Linked DNA regions of Sus scrofa: all the other regions are linked to region 1. A link is a contact called in public HiChIP or PLAC-seq and promoter capture Hi-C data. All regions are on one chromosome and are shown on one strand. Each heading gives the region's core, a stretch centred on a gene start, on an enhancer-like site or on the middle of the called end of the contact. The rest is flanking DNA. Distances are from core to core; before and after follow the strand shown.

Region 1 (3,686 bases), core at 1,129-3,628:
TTTGCACTGAATCTTAATTGTTCAGTGTTTGTCACCTAAATATGATCAAAAAGTATTTGTTGAATGAAAGCTTAAATGAATAAAAAAGAAGAAAAAAAAGAAAAGGAGAAAAAGGAAGGAAGAAGTATAGTAAAGAAAATGAGGAGTTCCCGTCATGGTGCCGTGGTTAACGAATCCGACTAGGAACCTTGAGGTTGCGGGTTTGGTCCCTGCCCTTGCTCAGTGGGTTAAGGATCCGGCGTTGCCGTGAGCTGTGGTGTAGGTTGCAGACGCGGCTCGGATCCTGCGTTGCTGTGGCTCTGGCGTAGGCTGGTGGCTACAGCTCCGATTCGACCCCTATCCTGGGAACCTCCATATCCCGCGGGAGCGGCCCAAGAAATAGCAAAAAAAAAAAAAAAAGAGAAAATGAATGAATGGATTTGGAGTTTTTTAGAGTAATTAATTGGGTATTGGGAAGGTACTTTTTATTTTTATTTTGTAAATAAAATTTTATTGGAATATAGCTGACTTAATGAAGTTGTCAGTTTCAGGTGTACAGCAAAGTAAATCAATTATACATGTACATATGTTCGTTTCTTTTCAGATTCTTTTCTCATATAGATTATAACACAGTATTGAGTAGATTACCCTGTGCTATACAGTAGGTCCATCTTACTAATTTATATTATATATAGGAGTGTATATATGTCAATCCCAATTTTCCACATATTTGTGATCTCACATGATGTTTGTCTTTGACTTACTTCACTTAGTATCATCTCTAGGTCCATCCAGTTATTGCAAATGGCATTATTTGATTCTTTTTTGTGGCCGAGTGGTATTCCACTGTATATATGTACCACATCTTCTTGATCCAGTCCTCTGTTGATGGACATGTAAGGTGCTTCCATGTCTTGGCTAAATAGTACTGCAATGAACATAGGGGTGCATGTATCTTTTCAAATTATTATTTTCTCTGGATATATGCCCAGGAGTGCGATTGCTGGTTCATATGGTAACTCTATTTTGAGTTTCTAAGGAAATTCCATACAGTTCTCCATAGTGGTTTCACCAGCTTACTGTCCTACCAACAGTGTAGGAGTGTTGTCTTTTCTCCACACCCACTGCAGTATTTATTATTCGTAAATTTTTATGATGGACATCCTGAGTGGTGTGAAGTGATAGCACTTTGCAGTTTTGATGTGCATTTCTATAAAAATTAATGATGTTAAGCATTTTTTTGTGTGCTTTTTAGCCATCTATCTTCTTTGGAGAAAGGTCTGTTTAGATCTTCTGACCACTTTTTAATTTTTTTTTTTCTGGTATAAAGATGTATAAGCTGTTTGTATGTTTTGGAGATTAATATCTTGTTGGTTGCTTTGTTTGCAAAGATTTTCTCCCATTCTGTGGAGTGTCTTTTCTTTTTTTGTCTTTTTTTTAAATGGTTTCCTTTGCTAGCGTGGCTTTGGAATTTCAGTTCCTACAAGATGGCAATGGCTTTAGGCATAATTCTACATTATGGTCACTAGATGGCAGTAGAAACCAGTGCCTCCATGATCTTTAAAAACTATTCACCAATTACTGACTATCTACTCTGCATGAGGTACTTTGTTAGGAACTGAGAGGAGTGGGTGTGGAGAAGGGGTGGGCACAAAGATAAATAAGAGGCAATTTCTGGCTTTCAAGAATTCAGGAGTTAACAGAAAGAAAGATTAACCAAATCAAATTGTGGTAATCCTACAGTAGATGTTTAAACCAATATTATAGTAAAACAGGAGGCAGGGATTAATTCTGACTACAAAAATGGAAGAAGGCTTCACAGAACAAATTTGATATGGACCTTGAAGGATGGGCATAGGTTGGACATAGGGAGTGGGAAGAAGCAAGTAGAGGGGGGAAAGCATTCCAAACAGAGGGTACAAATCTGGGAAGAATATTTAGAGAATAGTAAATATTGAGGTGTGGCAACAAATTAAGATATGTGAAGGAAATAACGGCAATTTTTGGGGGAAGCAAAGTTGGCATCTCGTCATGGGAGTGCTTAACATGGGTGCAGGGCGCTGCCTCTGATACCTGTGATCACTTCCCTGTCTACGGGCTGCATGCTGGGTGAGCAGGCAGTTTTTGGATAAAATACTCTGTCCTTTGTGGCAGAACAGCTTGTCTCAGTGTCCTGGGAAGCCACTGCTGGATCAGAAGCTGAGGACACAAATACTCCCAGGGAGGAGGCTAAGTGGGTGCCTTGCCTGGGTGGGCACCAGGCCAGACTCAGCCTCTCTGAAGAGCCTAGGTGACCTCAGCTTGTTTCCATGTGGGGATGTGGGCAAGGTATTACAAGTCTTCTAATTTTTCAAGAGAAGTCGGAAATACTAATTTATGTGACATTTCCTGCTTTTTAAATGCTGGCACTGACTCATGGTTTAGAAAGCACCAAGTGAGCCAAGCAAAACATAGCTGTGGGCTGGAGCAATCATTCTGTGACCTCTGTTCCAGAGAGTCATCTGCGGGTTCCTTTCCTGGTCTTTGTCATGGCTGAGATCCAGACCCCAATGTCCATGGAGGGAGTTCCTCCTTTCCTAATTTCCCCTTTCGTGTGTAGAAAGCTTTCCTAGCAGTGTCGCTCAGATCCACTCTCCCCAGACCTTCCTGCCAGTTCTGTACCAACCCCTGTCCCCACCCACTCCATCCTGGCATCCTTCTTATGTCTCAAATACATCAGTGCCAGCTTTAACAAGGACCTGATGGTTTATTTGTACTCAGAAACTGTCATTCACAAGTTACTCTGGTCTTCAGAAGTAATTTTCCTTTAAAATCTCGTGCTTCTGTAAGCTTTTAGGTTACACTTAAAATAGTATAGTCTACTTGCATATCTACCTATGGGTTTTAAGCCCTTAGTATTTCCTATTAATGAGAACTAGGGGAGAACTGGGATTTTGTTTTTCTCTTGCTGATGTCCTATTACAGTTGTCAGGATCAAAGGCAAAGGGTGATCAGTATTCCATGTTTCTTGAGTCCATGGAAGCTGGGAATTTGATTCAAGGGCACAAGAGTACCTGAGAAATTGATGATGGAGAGGCATGGAGTGCAGGCTAAGGAAGGAGGGAGGAAGTTTCTTTCCTTCCCTTTCTCTCTTTTCTGGAGATCAGAGCTCCAGGTGGCACAGCAGAAAAGAATAGATTCTAAAGCCAGACTCTCAGAAGTTCCATCTCAGTTCTTCCCCTGATAAGAAAGGTGACTTGGGGCACATTCCTTAGACTCTGTCTCCTCACCTGTGAAGTGGTGATATTAATACTATCTCCTAGAGCTGTTTTGAAGAATAAATAAAATGGCCCAATGTACGCAGAAGGTAAATAAATGGGTATTTTTTTCTTGTACTTTTTTTTTTTTTTTTTAATAGCCATACCTGCGGCATGTGGAAGTTTCCAGGCTAGGGATTGTCAGAGCTGAAGCTGAGGCCTGTTCTACAGCCACAGCCATAGCAACAGCAATCTATGCCCCAGCTTGTGGCAATACTGGATCTTTAATCCACTCAATGAGGCCAGGGATCAAATCTGTGTCCTCATGGACTCTACCCATGAGCCACAATAGGAACCCCTTGTGTGTGTGTTTTTAATATGAATGTTGCCATAGCATTTATTTTCAAAGACCAATTACAGACCTTCAGATCCTTTTTAACTCCCCTTTCTTTTCCTATCTCATTGTGAACT
Region 2 (4,017 bases), core at 133-2,632, 1.0 Mb after region 1:
CAGTTTCATGTAAGCTTAGGAGCAATTTCTATGTCCTCTAAACCACTGTTTTGTGTGCCTCAGTTAGAATAATGGTGGTAAGGATTCTCGTCATCCTCACTGTCAAGAGTAGCAAATAAAATGTCATCATTATGGCACAAAGGAATTGTCAACCTAACACCCCTGGTGGAGGGAATTTCTATAACTCACCCCAGCAGCGATTCTCATATCCTGGGCGCTTAGCTAGAAAACAAAGGAAATCTAATGAAACATACTGCGTTGCTAAGCTAACCATTAATATCTTAAGAATTTAAGCCTCAGAATTGAATTTTTCAGAAATTCCTTCTGCCCACTACTCTTTAACCATCATAGGCTTAACAAAAAAATCACCTAAGCAGATCCCATTCTTCTCCATTTAGCTGTTTCTTACCTGCCCATCAGAAGCCATCAAAAGCCACATTGCATTCATCCCTAGCACCATTCCTAGAAAAGATTAGGGATTTTCAAAATTAGATTTTTTTCTTTTGTATTTTCTTTTTTGCCACACATGCAGTATAGTGTCTGGGCATTCCTGGTCCGGGGATCGAACCTACGCGGCACAGCAGCAGCCAGAACCACAGCGCAGAGAATGCAGGAGCCTCAACCTGCTAGGCCATCAAAGAACTCCCAAAATTCGTTTTTTCCCCACATCTAATCATTGTCGTCTCCCCATCATGTTTGCAGGTCTTTTACTACACCACTCAAAATTTCACAGGAGCATTCTGAGGGCACTAAAATGCTGCAATGGGGAATGCAGCCATTTAGAGGCTCACGTGGCCTTACTGAGAGACGGGAAGAGGCAAGAGCAGAAGGCATTAACAGAAACCCGCTCGGCAACTCGGCAAGCACCGCCATCAGAGCCGTTGGCATTCATCAAGTCTCAGATGTCCCTACCAACACAGGCTTCATCAGAGGCAGGGCCCCGAGCCGAGGTTTTTCCGCAGTGCGACCCAACAAATCGAATACAAATCAGGCCACGCCGGCCACCCAAGGCGCACTGCTCCACCATTCTTATCTTCTGAGCCCTGCGAAGGCCTGCGACTGGCCTAAAAGGGACTGGCGATTTTAACTGCCAAAAACTGGAGGCCTCAGACCAAGAATTTACTTAAACAAAGAAAACACACTCACCAAGAGCCAACCCGCAGCCTCGAAAGACTGAGATGGCGCCCAGGCGCCAGTATATAAGGACTCTTTTCCGTGACGTCACGACGCATTCTCTCCGCCAGCATCCCTCTCCAGTCTTCCCCCTCCCTCAGTCTCCTCCTCCAACCGTAGCTCCTTTCCGTCCGCTAAGCTCCCCCCTGGCCCCACCTCTTGACCAGCTCCTGCTCGCCGTTGTGGGCGTGGACAGGCCGGCCACGTGACACAGAGCGCCCGCCCTCCTACCGACTGAGGAGGAAAAGAAGAGAGGGGAGGGGGCGCGAGGGACGGAAAGCGCTGGGGGAGGGGGGAGAGGGGCGGTGTAAGGGTGAGTGATTTCCTTCCGGCACGTAGCCCGCTCTGGGGGAGGGGGTGGGGGGTTTCACTTCCGGGACGGTGTTCCGGCCCATTCCGGCCCATTTCCACCCCCGGAGGTAGGTGCTGCTCCTTAACTGGGCTCGGGCCTCGCAAGCGGGTCCTGCTGCCCTGCATTGGGGCCGGTTCGCCTGGTCTCCGCCACAGCGTACTCCTGGGGCGTTCAGCCACTTCCCTCCTACCCCGCCTCAAGGCACCGGGAGACCTTCCACCCTCTTGGCCCCGGGCCGGGCTGAGCTGCCGGACCCGCCCCCTCGGCGAGCCCCTCCCTCAGGACCCCGGGATGGGCGGCCCCCTCCCCCACGGCAGCCCGGACACACCCAGATACACACACCCACCTCTGGGCAGCTCCCCGCCCGCCTACGCCTACCGCCTGGATCGGGTCCCTGGGCGCCGCCCCCTTCCCGGTCCTTTACCCTCACCTGATTGCTCGCTCCCCTGCCCCACGCACGCCTTGCTCCCCTTTTCGCTTCTGGTCCTTGGTGGCATTTCTATCTTCTGCTCGTTTCCCCTTCCCCGTCTCCTAAAGGCGACGAAAGCCACTCAAGTACCAGAGTGGCCAACCCCATGCGGTTCCCTATTCTCCCTCTTTACAGCTGTCACCCCTCCAGTGCCGACGATAGAGAAAGACCTTACTTACTCCAGGGGCTTCCTCCTCACTGGGGAATTGCCGGAAAGAGCAAACAAAAAAGGCGCTGGTGTAGGCTCCAAAATAAACATCTGAATTCATGATGGCATCGACAGAGGCTCTTATTGGATTAAAAGTTTCAAAACAAACCAAAACGCTTTGGAAAAAGGTCAGATTGGCTAAAGTTGGTTCTCAGAAGCTGTGTATACACTTCCTATTTACTGATAAGTCTGTTGTAAATGCGGGGCAATACCGTGAGCTAGTCAGCATAAATTCCTGAAGTTTCAGGTCTTAGGTAACCATGTAATGTCTTCTAAATTTACGGATAAATGGAAACACGTTGAGCTCAAGTCAATGTCTTCTTTATGGGATTTATACAAACTACTCTCAACCAGTGAAGACTATTGGATGCGGTTACAGGCTTAATGGTTCAGCTATTTTAAAAAATCTTTTAATGTAAAAATACTGGCCATACATGATGAATGCTTTGTTACTTGTATTTTATTAACAGCTTTGGGGAACTAAATTTCAGAATCAGAGTGTCGTTACCACCCTGAAATCTCCAACTTTGAATTTAGATAGAGGCAGGTTTACCTACCCTTTCCTAATCCTAAATGTGACCTTCTTCAAGTTCTCTGCATCTTCTTTTCTTTTCTTTTTCTTTTTCTTTTTTTTTTTGGCTGCACCCGCTGGCATATGGAAGTTCTCAAGATGGGGAACAAACCCATGCTACCACAAAGACAACCCTGGATCTTAACATGCTGCACCACAGCAGGAACTTCCAAGTTCTCTGCATTTTGAGTCCTGACACAGCTTGGCATTTTTCCCAACCTAGAGTTTGCCTCCCAGTCCTAAACCCAAATCCTTTTTGTTGGGGCTCTGACTTTTCAGTTTAGAAATAATGGCTTACATTCATGTGGGATATTCATCACTTTTTAAAATAATAAACATAACCCATGTAGCATCTAGTAAAGTATTAAGAAAAGGGATGTCTCATCAGCCCATCTGTGAATAATTAACATTATTTAAAAAGCTGTCTTTCTTTCTACAAAGAAAAATTGTCACTGGATTTTATATTGTGTGCAAATACCTTATGATTAACACTTAAAAAATAAGAACTCACAACTGCTCCCCTCCCCTGTTGAACTTCAGTTTTGATGTTACATAGCTTGTTAAGAAGGAAAGTATGGACATAGTTTGAATTTTTAGAAGCCTAACAATCAATTTTTGGTTTAAACGGTATCTTGTTGCGAAACCTACACTGTTAAACCTGTTGGTACTTTTCCATATTTGAACATAAGGAAAGTATCTCTTTTTACTTAGAGATTTTGAAATTTAACCAAATAATATTTTAATAGGTTTGGATTAGAAAGCCTGAGTAGAGTGAAATTATAATTATTAACGAGGATATGGTTTCTTCTTTTAGCAGGGTTGAATGCCTGCCTATACCCTCAGACACGACCATGGAGAAAGGTGGGAACATACAACTGGAGATACCTGATTTCAGCAACTCAGTCCTAAGCCATCTAAACCAACTGCGCATGCAGGGACGTCTCTGTGACATCGTGGTCAATGTGCAAGGACAAGCTTTTAGGGCTCACAAAGTGGTACTGGCAGCCAGCTCCCCCTATTTCCGAGATCACATGTCCTTGAATGAGATGAGTACTGTCTCTATCTCAGTCATCAAGAACCCTACTGTTTTCGAGCAGCTCCTTTCTTTCTGTTACACGGGGCGAATATGCCTGCAACTGGCAGATATCATCAGCTACCTGACAGCTGCCAGTTTTCTGCAAATGCAGCATATTATAGACAAATGTACACAGATCCTGGAGGGCATTCATTTCAAAATTAATGTG
Region 3 (4,027 bases), core at 608-3,107, 1.3 Mb after region 1:
GGGAGAAGAGTGTTCACAGCACAGCAAGTGTGCCGTGGTTGTTTGAGAGAAAGTAAGGAGATTGTTTTAGATGGATGGAGTCGAGTCAACCAGGCAGAGAATTGTAGGGGATAAGTAATAAATGTAAGATGGGGAGGGGGAAGTAGTGAGGAAGGGTGAGTTTTTAGTACAGGCGTGTAATGACTTCGAAGGTCATTTGGCCTTTTTTTTTTTTTTTTTTTTTTTTTTTTGTCTTTTTGCCATTTCTTGGGCCATTCTCGCGGCAGGCATATGGAGGTTCCCAGGCTAGGGGTCTAATCAGAGCTGTAGCTACTGGCCTACGCCAGAGCCACAGCAACATGGGATCTGAGGCGCATCTGTGACATACACTATAGCTCAGGCAACGTTGGATCCTTAACCCACTGAGCAAGGCCAGGGATCGAACCTACAACTTCATGGTTCCTAGTCGGATTTTCTAACCACTGCGCCATGACTCCCCTTTTGGCTTTTATTATGAGTGAAATGGGGGAGCCATTGGAGGGTTCTGATCAGAGGGCCGGTAATAACTACATTAAAAAGACCATTCTTTGTGTTTTTGAAAATAGACTACAGGGAACAAGTAAAGACGCAGAGAGATTATTTAGGCAGCTTGTAGAATAATCTTGATGAGAGATGATGGTGGCTAGAACTGGGTAGTGGCAGTGGTAGTGATAAAAAGCGGATAATTTCTGGATGTGATTTGAAGGTAGAGCCAAAGGAATTTTCTTACATTATAGCTGTAAAGTCAGGGTGTGGGTGGGGGTAAAGAGAGAGGGAGGGAGAGACAGAGGTTGATTGATTGAGGAAGGTGAGAAAGAAAGTAGTAGCCTGAGCAGTACTTTTTACTGGAGTAACTAGAAGGATGGAGTTGCCCTCAATCAGGATGAGAAAGTCTGGGAGTTCCCGTCATGGCTCAGTGGTTAACAAACCCTACTGGTATCCATGAGGATGCGTGTTCGATCCCTGGCTTCACTCAGTGGGTTAAGGATCCTGCATTGCTGTGAGCTGCGGTGTAGGTCACAGATGTGGCTCTGATCCCACATTGCTGTGGCTGTGGCTGTGGCTGTGGCTGTGGCTGTGGCTGGCGGCTACAGCTCTGATTCAGGTTACCCTAGGCTGGTAACCGCCATATGCCACAGGTGTGGCCCTAAAAAGACAAAAGACCAAAAAAAAAGAAAGAAAGAAAAAAGTCTGCAGGAGGGTGGTGTGGGTTGGCTATTAGGCTGATGGGGGGAAAGATTTAAAGTATTGATTTTTGAATATGTTGAGTTTGAAATCTGTCTAGGCCATCCAGTTGGAGCCTACCTTATAACTGCCTGTTAAGTAATGTGTTCATCTTCAGCAGCAACAGTTTTTTAAAAAACTAATTGGAGTCTGTGTGAATGCTCTTGGAGACCCCAAGGCTCTAATATTCCAATCTCTGCTCTCAGTATGGCAACAAGTCTGTTGTGGCTTGTAACTTAGGATTCAAAGGCATGACAAATCGAAGATGGGCATCAACATGCAGATTTAGAAACATGAGAAGCTGTCACATACTGGATTTCTGATGCTTTGTATTTTATTACGCTTTTCCTGTTTAAAACATCAGAAAGCATTTAAAAACATTCTTTAGGTGGGGTATTCAATAGAAATGGTTATGAGGCCATTGAATAATTTTTTCTTCTAACTATGTAAAATACTCTTGGGTTTTATTTGTCTTGTGAGAGTGAAACCTTGCAAAGTATAAAGCAGTTCTAGAATGGTTTTTACTTTGGACTATTTTCCCATTGCACAGTGACTCAGTTTGTAGTTTATATAGTTTTCATCTCAGCAAGATCCTTTTCCCCTTTGCTTTGTCATATGACCTTATATGATTTCATAGAAACTATGTAGTTATGAAATTTTAGGTACATGTCATGAAATTTCCTATATACTAGCTTCTTCAAATTATTCTTGGTGGTTTTTTGTATTTCTTTGTTTTTGTGTAGTAGAATTTGGAAGCTTCCTTTTTTTAAAATTAAAAAAAAATTGGGGAGTTCCCGTCGTGGCGCAGTGGTTAACGAATCCGACTAGGAACCATGAGGTTGCGGGTTCGGTCCCTGCCCTTGCTCAGTGGGTTAACGATCCGGCATTGCCGTGAGCTGTGGTGTAGGTTGCAGACACGGCTCGGATCCTGCGTTGCTATGGCTCTGGCGTAGGCTGGTGGCTATGGCTCCGATTTGACCCCTAGCCTGGGAACCTCCATATGCCGCAGGAGCGGCCCAAGAAATAGCAAAAAGACAAAAAAAAAAAAAAAAAAAAAATTTTTTTTTTGTCTTTTTAGGGCCTCACCTGTGGCATATGGAAGTTCCCAGGCCAGGGGTTGGATCAGAGCTGTAGCTGTTGGCCTATGCCACAGCCACAGCAACATGGGATCTGGCCACATCTATGACCTACACCACAGCTCACAGCAATGCAGGATCCTTAACCCAATGAGCTAGGCCAGGGATTGACCTGTGTCTTCAGGGATACTAGACAGGTTCATTACTGCTGAGCCACAACAGGAACTCCAGAAGGTACCATTTTTTAAGCATTGCAAAACTTTTTTTCACATTTCTTAACTTTTCTCATAAGCATCCTACTGAATCATTTTACCGAAAAAATTAGAAAGTAGTACGAAATGTATAGAAATGTATGTAATCCCTTTGTTAGAAATTCTACCAAACCAAGGAAAATGCATTTTTTTGAAACCTAGTTTATTTGAGGGATGTCGATGAATTCTAACTCTTTGATATGGATCATTAGTTCTGAAGAACTAGGCAGATACAAATGCATACACACAGACAAACATACATGCACATCATATGCCAAGAAGCTTTTGGGTACTGTATATTTAAATTTCTTCTCATGAGTAAGAAGGTGTTAAGCCAGGCATATCTCAGAAATACTCAGTGTTCTAGTACACCCAGAAGATTCTGTGCTTCAGAGACAGAAATCAGATCTTTGATTGTAGGCTTTAATAGGAAAAAAAAACATTCTTTAAAAATCATTTTACTTCAGTTCCTTAGTTGTGTTGGTGTTGTATCTTCTTGGACAATGATTGAGGCTTCCTAACTGCTGATTCTTGTGCAGCTCAAATAGTTGAAGAGGGCAGCAGGGAAATCCCTTTTCTTTCCTTTGGCATCAGGAACCATGTCTGGTTGCCAAGTTGAAGTTTTGGTTACTTCTTTGGGTCTCTCTATACTAGACGCAACAAATTGGTAATGACCATTTCTTCTGTTAACGTAGTTCCACTTATGTAGGAAATACACAGTAAACGTTAATTCACTCCTTTTCTTTCTTAATTCTGCTTGGTGTTGTATTTTGGTTTACTTTCATTGAGTGTATTATGTGAGGGCAGAAGATATAATTGGCTGAAAATGTTTGTAATAGTGTAATGCTGCCAGCCCTTAGAAAAGTAATATGCTAGTAAATAAGATTTCTTAACTGAGGATTTATAAATTCTACTTCTGCTCTGTACTTTATTAGAGGAATTATTTAATTTCTCTGTGCCTCAGACTTTTCATCTGTATTCTGTTTCTTCTTCATCTACAGGTATATTCAGAAAATAAATGATGTGTAAATTTTTTTAGAGCCTTGCCATCTTGGAGAACAACTAGTGAAACCCCTTATTTTTCAGCTAAAGAAACCAGTATGTTCATGGAAGTGAGATGACTTTCCCATGGACACACTGGGCTAGAAAGAACTTATGATTTTTTTTAAAATGATTTTTATTTTTTTCCATTATAGCTGGTTTACAGTGTTGTGTCAATTTTCTACTATACAGCAAAAGTGACCCAGTCACACATACATATATACATTCTTTTTTCTTACATTATCATGCCCTATCATAAGTGGCTAGATACAGTTTCTAGTGCTGTACAGCAGGTTCTCATTGCTTATCCATTCCAAAGGCAATAATTTGCATCTATTAACCCCAACTTCCCAATCCATCCCACTCCCTCCCCCTTCCTCTTAGAAACCACAAGTCTGTTCTCCATGTCCATGATTT

Evidence for each region. Promoter capture Hi-C pulls out the DNA fragments that hold promoters and counts their contacts. HiChIP or PLAC-seq counts read pairs in DNA pulled down with a chosen protein or histone mark.
Region 2: a contact with region 1 is called in a promoter capture Hi-C map of liver, with 7 times the contacts expected there. The contact joins the promoter of ZBTB37 here to the enhancer-like site in region 1. A contact is called at or near these places in 3 of 5 promoter capture datasets (fetal liver, fetal skeletal muscle and liver), 4 of 47 Hi-C or Micro-C datasets (embryonic fibroblasts, fetal heart ventricle, liver and 1 more) and 2 of 2 datasets of contacts at active chromatin or transcription factors (alveolar macrophages and skeletal muscle).
Region 3: a contact with region 1 is called in an H3K27ac HiChIP or PLAC-seq map of alveolar macrophages. The contact joins two enhancer-like sites. A contact is called at or near these places in 5 of 47 Hi-C or Micro-C datasets (embryonic fibroblasts, fetal skeletal muscle, mesenteric adipose tissue and 2 more) and 1 of 2 datasets of contacts at active chromatin or transcription factors (alveolar macrophages).

What each region holds. Positions count from the first base shown.
Region 1 is chr9:115,136,308-115,139,993 of Sscrofa11.1, forward strand. No RefSeq gene overlaps it. Among named protein-coding and RNA genes, the nearest start is that of FASLG, 70 kb to the left of the region's middle. Within about 2 kb of position 2,379, at least 19 of the 83 cell types and tissues checked have an H3K27ac peak or open chromatin away from gene starts, as enhancers often do. A contact at or near this core is called in alveolar macrophages, liver, retroperitoneal adipose tissue and 1 more, where this site is marked.
Region 2 is chr9:116,147,852-116,151,868 of Sscrofa11.1, forward strand. It overlaps ZBTB37 (zinc finger and BTB domain-containing protein 37), which reads left to right and starts at 1,383. Exons shown (of 5, transcript XM_013989614.2): 1 at 1,383-1,486; 2 at 2,130-2,330; 3 at 3,588-4,017. The coding sequence starts at 3,625. It overlaps LOC110255511 (a long non-coding RNA gene), which reads right to left and starts at 1,282. Exons shown (of 11, transcript XR_002335927.1): 1 at 1,147-1,282; 2 at 410-462; 3 at 1-222.
Region 3 is chr9:116,453,659-116,457,685 of Sscrofa11.1, forward strand. All of the region lies in intron 1 of RABGAP1L (rab GTPase-activating protein 1-like), which reads left to right. Among named protein-coding and RNA genes, the nearest start is that of RABGAP1L, 53 kb to the left of the region's middle. Within about 2 kb of position 1,858, at least 1 of the 83 cell types and tissues checked has an H3K27ac peak or open chromatin away from gene starts, as enhancers often do. A contact at or near this core is called in alveolar macrophages, where this site is marked.